2 separate regions of the Anas platyrhynchos genome follow, and region 2 is linked to region 1. A link is a contact called in public Hi-C data. All regions are on one chromosome and are shown on one strand. Each heading gives the region's core, a stretch centred on a gene start, on an enhancer-like site or on the middle of the called end of the contact. The rest is flanking DNA. Distances are from core to core; before and after follow the strand shown. Region 1 overlaps LOC140002734 (a long non-coding RNA gene). Region 2 holds the start of CXCL12 (C-X-C motif chemokine ligand 12).

Evidence for each region. Hi-C and Micro-C count contacts between places; a contact is called where the count stands out from the background.
Region 2: a contact with region 1 is called in a Hi-C map of F1 follicle, with 2.6 times the contacts expected there. The contact joins the promoter of CXCL12 here to the enhancer-like site in region 1. A contact is called at or near these places in 3 of 8 Hi-C or Micro-C datasets (F1 follicle, skeletal muscle and subcutaneous adipose tissue).

What each region holds. Positions count from the first base shown.
Region 1 is chr6:22,878,853-22,882,041 of IASCAAS_PekinDuck_T2T, reverse strand. All of the region lies in intron 1 of LOC140002734 (a long non-coding RNA gene), which reads right to left. Among named protein-coding and RNA genes, the nearest start is that of ERCC6, 95 kb to the right of the region's middle. Within about 2 kb of position 1,716, at least 2 of the 8 cell types and tissues checked have an H3K27ac peak or open chromatin away from gene starts, as enhancers often do.
Region 2 is chr6:23,048,110-23,051,559 of IASCAAS_PekinDuck_T2T, reverse strand. CXCL12 (C-X-C motif chemokine ligand 12) reads left to right here and starts at 1,781. Exons shown (of 5, transcript XM_027459880.2): 1 at 1,781-1,941. The coding sequence starts at 1,881.

The DNA.
Region 1 (3,189 bases), core at 467-2,966:
ACACTGTTGATGACCCTTGCAGGGGCATTCAACCATAAGGAGTGGGGAAAGGCAGCAAACAAATTGTCTGTGAGCATCTGAACACAGAGGAGTGCCTTGACTGGGGATAAGTCATGTATCCAGGAGAGGGGCTCACTCTTTTTTATGCAAGTGCTCTCCTGCAAAGCAAAGCTCAACACAGACCGCATCCTGCTCCCACCTGCACAGGGTAAGGAGTTGTGTCCTGTACAGGAACACCAGACCTGGGCTTAGACTTCATTTCTGTTTCATTTTCCCTATACCCAAGCTCTTGTAAACCAAAAAGCCTCCCTTCTAAGCTTTCAGTTCAAACAGCTGCTCTAGGCCCACCTGGCCATCCCGCAGCCCCACAGCCCCTTCATCCAGCAGCCCCAGGCAGGCTTCCCGAGCCCAGATCCCACGCCTGCAGCACCCGTGTCCCGGCCAGCCACCAGCCACATGGTGTGCAGACCCGATGCAGAGGTGTGAATGCCGGGGCCAGCCCTGTCCCCAGGGCTTTGACTGGCACTGAGACAAGCACATAGAAGAAATGGGCTTCTTCACGCCCTTAAAGATCTAAATGGGTTGGAAGGCAGCAGGAAATCCTGCCCATTTCCTATGCTGGCAGGCCCCTGGGGAGGGAGAGGTGATGGGGGAGGCTGCACAGCAAGCAGAGGAGCACCGAGGGCAGACCCCAAGGACTGCCCTGGAAAACACCACTCTGCATTTGAAAACCACACAGAGGCTGACAGTGGTGGAGCCCTAAGGGAACAGAAGATGTGCAGTGGGTTTTGAAGTGTCCTATCCCAGCTAAAAAAAACAAGCAGTGTTTTGATGCATAATGATGAGTGTTGTGCTACGTTCTCAGCATCCTTGGTACCCTGGCAAATGGGACCTGCTGCCAAGGTGCTCTGAGGTGCTGAGAGCCAGGGGTATGGGAAACCCAGAAGGAACATCAGGGCCAGTATCTTGATTCTGGTGATCTCTTCTGCTGGAACACTGGCCTAAGGGAATTCCAGGCTCCAATCTGTCCAGTGCTGAGAAAGCTGGCTATTGCTACTCACAGTGGATCTGAAGTGACTGTCCAGTGAATTCTTGCCTCCTCCCCAAAATAGGACAGTACCTACCCCAAGTGGAGTGGCAGGAGAGGGAATCCCCCTCCTAGAAGGTCAGATTCTGCCCTATTAGGGTGGACAAACTGCTTTCAGCCTTTCTTTGCCTCTGCAGTTACTTTCCTGCTTGGGGTTAGATATGTAAATCCATCTCTCCTGTCCCTGTTTTAAGAACAACACATGGGAAAAGCTCTGTAAGGGACCCCAGATTGGCACTGGAGTATCCATCCCTGGAGATCTTCAGGACTCACCTGGTCTGGGCCCTGAGCACCCCAATCTGACTTTTAAAAGCTATCTCTGCTTCAAAGGTTGGACTAAATGATCTCCAGAGGTCCCTTCCAACCTATTTTTTTTTATGACTCTAATAATCCCCATTTTGGCAAATAGCAAATGAGCCTTCTCACCTAATCCAAGCCCAAAGCCAGCACATCATGTGAAGCTCTGAGTTTTCTTCTCTAACCTCAGATTCTTGGGGAAAAAAGCCCTGAACCCCTGGAAGAGTGGAGGAACCCAGCTAGGAGCCATGGCACTCTGCTGCTCTGCCTTCCCTCCTCTCCCGAGCAGCTGCTAATGACTCACTCACCTCAGAAATGCTGCCAAGAACCATAGAAGCCATAGGGACAGCAGGAGAATTCCTTTCTCTTCTGCGTCCAGTAATATTTATTGAATAACAGTGCTACTACCCCTGAACCACTGCTCCTGTCAGCAGTCAGGTGGTGCGTGAACATGCTCCTCCACTGCTCCCACACTGATTTCCTTGGCACGATGCTGGTATTAAAAGGTTCAAGAATTGAACCTTGTTTGTCAAAAATACATCCAGAGATTAAATCTAGAGCTGAGTGACAGTTTCACTTCAGATACAAAAACTTGGCTAGATTGAGGTTTGAACAGAAGCAAAACTGTCTGAACTGTGAAAAGAGGCCATTTGTCAGAAGGCATTCTGCTTGGGCCTTACAGAGCACAATTTTTATGATAGACCCGCACTACCAGCATAGAAAAACAATCATCTGTTTTTTTAAAGAGCTCCTAGATAAATCACAAGTAGTGTACTACTATTGATTTATTTGTATCTCGATGGAATATTGAAGCTATAAATTACGGTTGAATAAACATAAACTGTGCAGAATTTTGCATTGTTTGAACTTGTCAATGGCAGGTCTTTCCCGTGTTTTCATTTTAATGTAAATCAAACTGTGAAATGTATGGATGCAATTTATTTCCAGTTATGTTTATTGGACTTGGGAATGACTTATTAACCAGGGGCTTTACTCAAATTCTCATTTGATTTCCGTGGATTTGACTGCCCAGCCTCTGTGGAGCTTTCATGGCTTGAGCACTGCAGCCCCTAAATCTGATATAAGAGACAAAAGTGGTTTTCTCACAGTGTCCTTGCGGAGTCCTGGAGTGAGACGCTAATGGAAAGAGTACATCCTGCAGAGCAGAGCGCTCAGAAGAAAGGGCTGGTGTCTGGGTGAAATCCCTGCTTGGCTGCCAAGTCTTCCCCTCATTGCGGCAGGGCCAGGAGTTCAGTTTCTGTGTGTAATTTAACTCCAAGGGGAGATGTGCCCTCCGCAATATACTGTAGATCCCCCCAGTGTCACAGAAAAGACTGCAAGGATTCAAGAAAAGATAGTCTTTATGCAATTTTGAAATAACGGAAACAAATGCTAACCTAATAATGCTAACCCAATCCAGAGCAGTGAGGACGAAAAGGTCAGTTCCAGGATTTGATGGCCTGTAAAGGCAGTGGAGTGTCTACACCCAAGGTATCCCATGCAACCTTTGATGCCAAGGACTACCAGAGCCTCTTTCTAAAATGGAACAGACACAGCTGAAGGGGTATAAAGGCAAGAAGGACATTGGTTTTTTCAGTACTTTTGATTCAACCAACTAAAAATCCTGACCTTACAACTTGAACATGGCTGCTCTGATGACAGCTCTGCAGTCCAACACTTCACGGAGTCCTGTACGGGCCTTGGGGAAGTCCAACTGAAATCTTGGCCATGATGAAGTCAGAGTTTTACCCTCACCTATGACAGACTTCCCCCTGTGACCTTGAGGAACTGTCTTACCACTGTGT
Region 2 (3,450 bases), core at 532-3,031, 170 kb before region 1:
GGCAAAGCAATGCAGGCAGCGCTGGGTGCGGGTCAGCTCCCCCAGCTTGCCCCTGCAGCCCGTCTGGGGGAGCTGTTTGAAGCTAACCGTGGGTGGAGGTGTAGGGGACCCCTGTATCTGTGTGCTGCAGCTCTTGCAGTCGGCTCTGAAGGGCACCAGGCACCTCCGAGGGTCCCAGCAGTTTTCCGCTTCGGCTGCAGCACATGTGCGTGTTTGGGGGAGCAGGGGGGAGGGAGACCACTACTCAGATGTAACTCTGAGCTCACTCTGTGTCCATCCAGCCCCTTCGATGAGATCCTGGGGCTGTGTGTTTTCGCCGTGCCGGTAGCAGCTGCAGCAGACACTCGTTTATGGCATGGTGGACGTCCCCGTGTGCCAGGCGGAGCGCTGGCGGGACAGCAGTGCTCCTAGCAGTGTTTGCGCTGGGATTAAGCCTGCACTTCTCCCATCCCTGCAGAATGTCACAACTGTCAGAGCACCCGCAGCGAGCACCAGTGGCGATTATTGGCCCCTTCAGTGCTTCGGGTTCCTATGCTACTGTGCTATTTCGCCTAGGGAGAGGGGGAGAGCAAGGATCAGCCTGAGCAAATTCAGGGCTCCTTGGCAAACAGAGCCAAGGAAATACAAATAGCTAGGTTTAGGGGAGCTGGGTGTGAGAAGTGCCTTTCAGCTTGTGTCCCGGTGGAGGAAACCAGCCCGGTGTCAGTGCAGGCATTTCCCTCGGGCCAATGCCTCCAGCCTGCTGTGCTGTGGCAGAGAGAGCTTTACCCGGGGTAAAATCTGACTGTGCTGCTGGCTTTGGTGCCTTCGTGGACCTGTCCTTTGAACACCTCCAGGCCAGGATTAGCTTTACCCGGTGGTCCCCTCCCCATCCCAACCTTTCTGAGGGCGCCTGTTTTAAATGCAGCTGAGGGGTCCCAGCTCAACTAAAGCCTCGATGTTTATTTGAAGTATTGAATGCCAACAAACAGGGCCCCATGGTCTCGGACTGCAGGCAGCGAGGACATGCTTAGGTCAATTACACTTGACAATGCTGCGATAGCTCAAGGGAAGCGCACCCTTGGGACCTCGGGGCTCTCGATGCTCTGGGGGTTTTCAGCCGAGGTGCCAGGGAGCCCAGCAGCATCTGCAACACAAAGGGGGCGAAATGGGGCAGCAGATGGAGAACTGGGACCGGCTAATACGGTGAAAAGGTGGTATTTAGAACTAAGCATGCAGAAGCAAAACTGAAAGCTTCCTTCTCTTTGACCCCCCCCCCCCAAAAAAAAAAAAAAAGGAAAAAAAAAAGAAAAAAAAAAAGAAAAAAAAAAAAGAAAAAATCCCCGAGAAAAACTTCTTCGAGGATACTTCATATGAGGCGCTGGATGTGATGTCCGGGGCGCCGGTGTAAGCCTAGATTCTCGCCCACGGGAGCGAAGGGGGATTTTTCTCCTCCGGGTGCGGAGGCCGAGCCGTGGCAGGATGCGTCCCCGGGGGGAGCCTGGCGGCTCGGGGCCGGGACCTGCCGGGTCGGGACGCCCGGAGCCGGCCGAGGCTGGGGTTTTGGAGCAGTAGCTTTCTGCCCCGGCCCGGGCTGGCTGCAGTGCTTGAGATCCCAGCCCCGTCGGCCAGGATGGGGTGGGGGGGAGCGGGGAAGGCTCTTTGCTTCCCGGGGAGGGGGGAGACCGCGGTGCTGGCGGAGCGAGAAAGCCCTCGCTCTTTTTTTGGTCCCTTTCCAAGCATTTTTTAACAGAGGAAGGATGTAATAACATGCCACGGGCAATAAATCATAGGCTGGCTACTCCCCCTGCTCCCCTCCCCCGGCCCCTCTATAGAGGCAGGGGAGGAGGGGACTCGCTCAGAGCGCGGCCGCCGCCGGGACGAGCAGCATAGCGCCCAGCATGGAGCTCCGCGCCCTCGCCCTGCTCGCCTTCGCCCTGGCCCTCGTCTCCCTCTCGGAGGGTAAGTGGGATGCCGCCGGGACCCCCCTGCCCGCCGGAAAGCCCCCGGCAGAGCAGGAGGGCGAGGGGATGCGGGGGGTGCTGGAGCTGAGAGCCTCCGACAGCGCTCGCTCCGCAGGGAGGCGTTTGGGCTGCAAAATGTGCGCCTTGATTTCCACTAAAGAGAGAGAAAAAAATAAAAAAGTTGCAAGAAATGAGAACCAGGCGGCCGGTCCCGTGCCTCGTCTGTCCCCGTTCCCTCGATCGGGGCAGGGCTGAGCAGCAGCGGGCGCTCGGAGGGCATCCCCTGCTCGCTCCCGCAGCCCCGCGGGGAGGTTTTGGGGGGCTCTGAGAATGAGGAGCAAAAAGGGGACCCCGGACTGCACCGGGACTATACGGGCAGCACACCGACGAGCGCCACAGGGCACTGCCACCGCGGCCGCCTGTCCCCGCAGGGTCCCCGGACCGGGCGGGGGCTTCTGAGCCGCGGGACCCCTGCCCGCAGCCTCCGAGGGTCTCTCGGCCTCGGAAACCCCGGTCCTCCCTTGGTACAGGTGTGCCACATTTGTCCCCTCTTCGGCACCGAGCGTCCCCAGCAGCCGCCGGTCCCGTCGCGTTGGCCCGTTTCGGGGACCGAAACTTGGGTGTTCTCCCCCCCCCGGGGCGGGGAAGGGTCCCCTCCCAGTGCCCCTTTGTTTAGCCGGAGCGAGATAATTGCTCCCGATGATCCCAATAGCTCGGTGCCGAAGGCGGGGGCAGGCCGTGTGGCCGGGGCGCTCCGCTGCGGTGTCTTCATGGCAGGGCGAGCGTGGGGGGCCCGGCTGCTCGGGCGAGGAACGGCTTAGAGCTGTCGGAGAAAAACTGGTGTAAGGGGACTGACACCACAGGCTTGTGGTGCTAACAGCTTTTTGCCTGTTTCTTTGCACATCAAGTAGTGCTCTCAACCCTGATCCAGATGCAGGGCTGTCTTGTCCTGGAGGGCAGGTGAGCTCCAAGTTCTCGGCTGTCCTGGTAAAGCTGGTTTTGCCTATCCCCATCTTATCCCCCAGGGAACTGGAGCTGTTCTGGACTTAAAAAGTTGTCAGTCCTCTCCTGATACCACCAAATGTAGTCTTGGATGAACAGGAGTAAAACGATGCTTGCATCATTTCAAATGGTTTGTCTTCTCGTGCCCAGCCTGCTTTCCTGGTCAGAGCTTCCCTCGCTCTGACCAGCCAGCCTTGATAAGCGTCCACCCTGCAGGGCAGATTTCAGTGAGCACATCGGGTTAGAGAGAATTTGTCAGCAGGGGTGGGTGTTCAGAGCCAGCAAAACTCAGCTCTGGGTCAGAAAACAGTCAAACTATTAAAAACATAAGTCCTGCTAGTCAAGAGCCAAAAAAGTTGCTTTCTTTTTCTTTTTGTCTAAGGATGTGTGGCTGCAGGAGTGACAGTGAGGTGTCTGAATAGCGTCTAGCTCTTCTGTCACCCATTTCAAGCGAATGTGCTAGACAGATAAAGTTCCCAAAAGCTTTATGCACAATCAGTTTCAT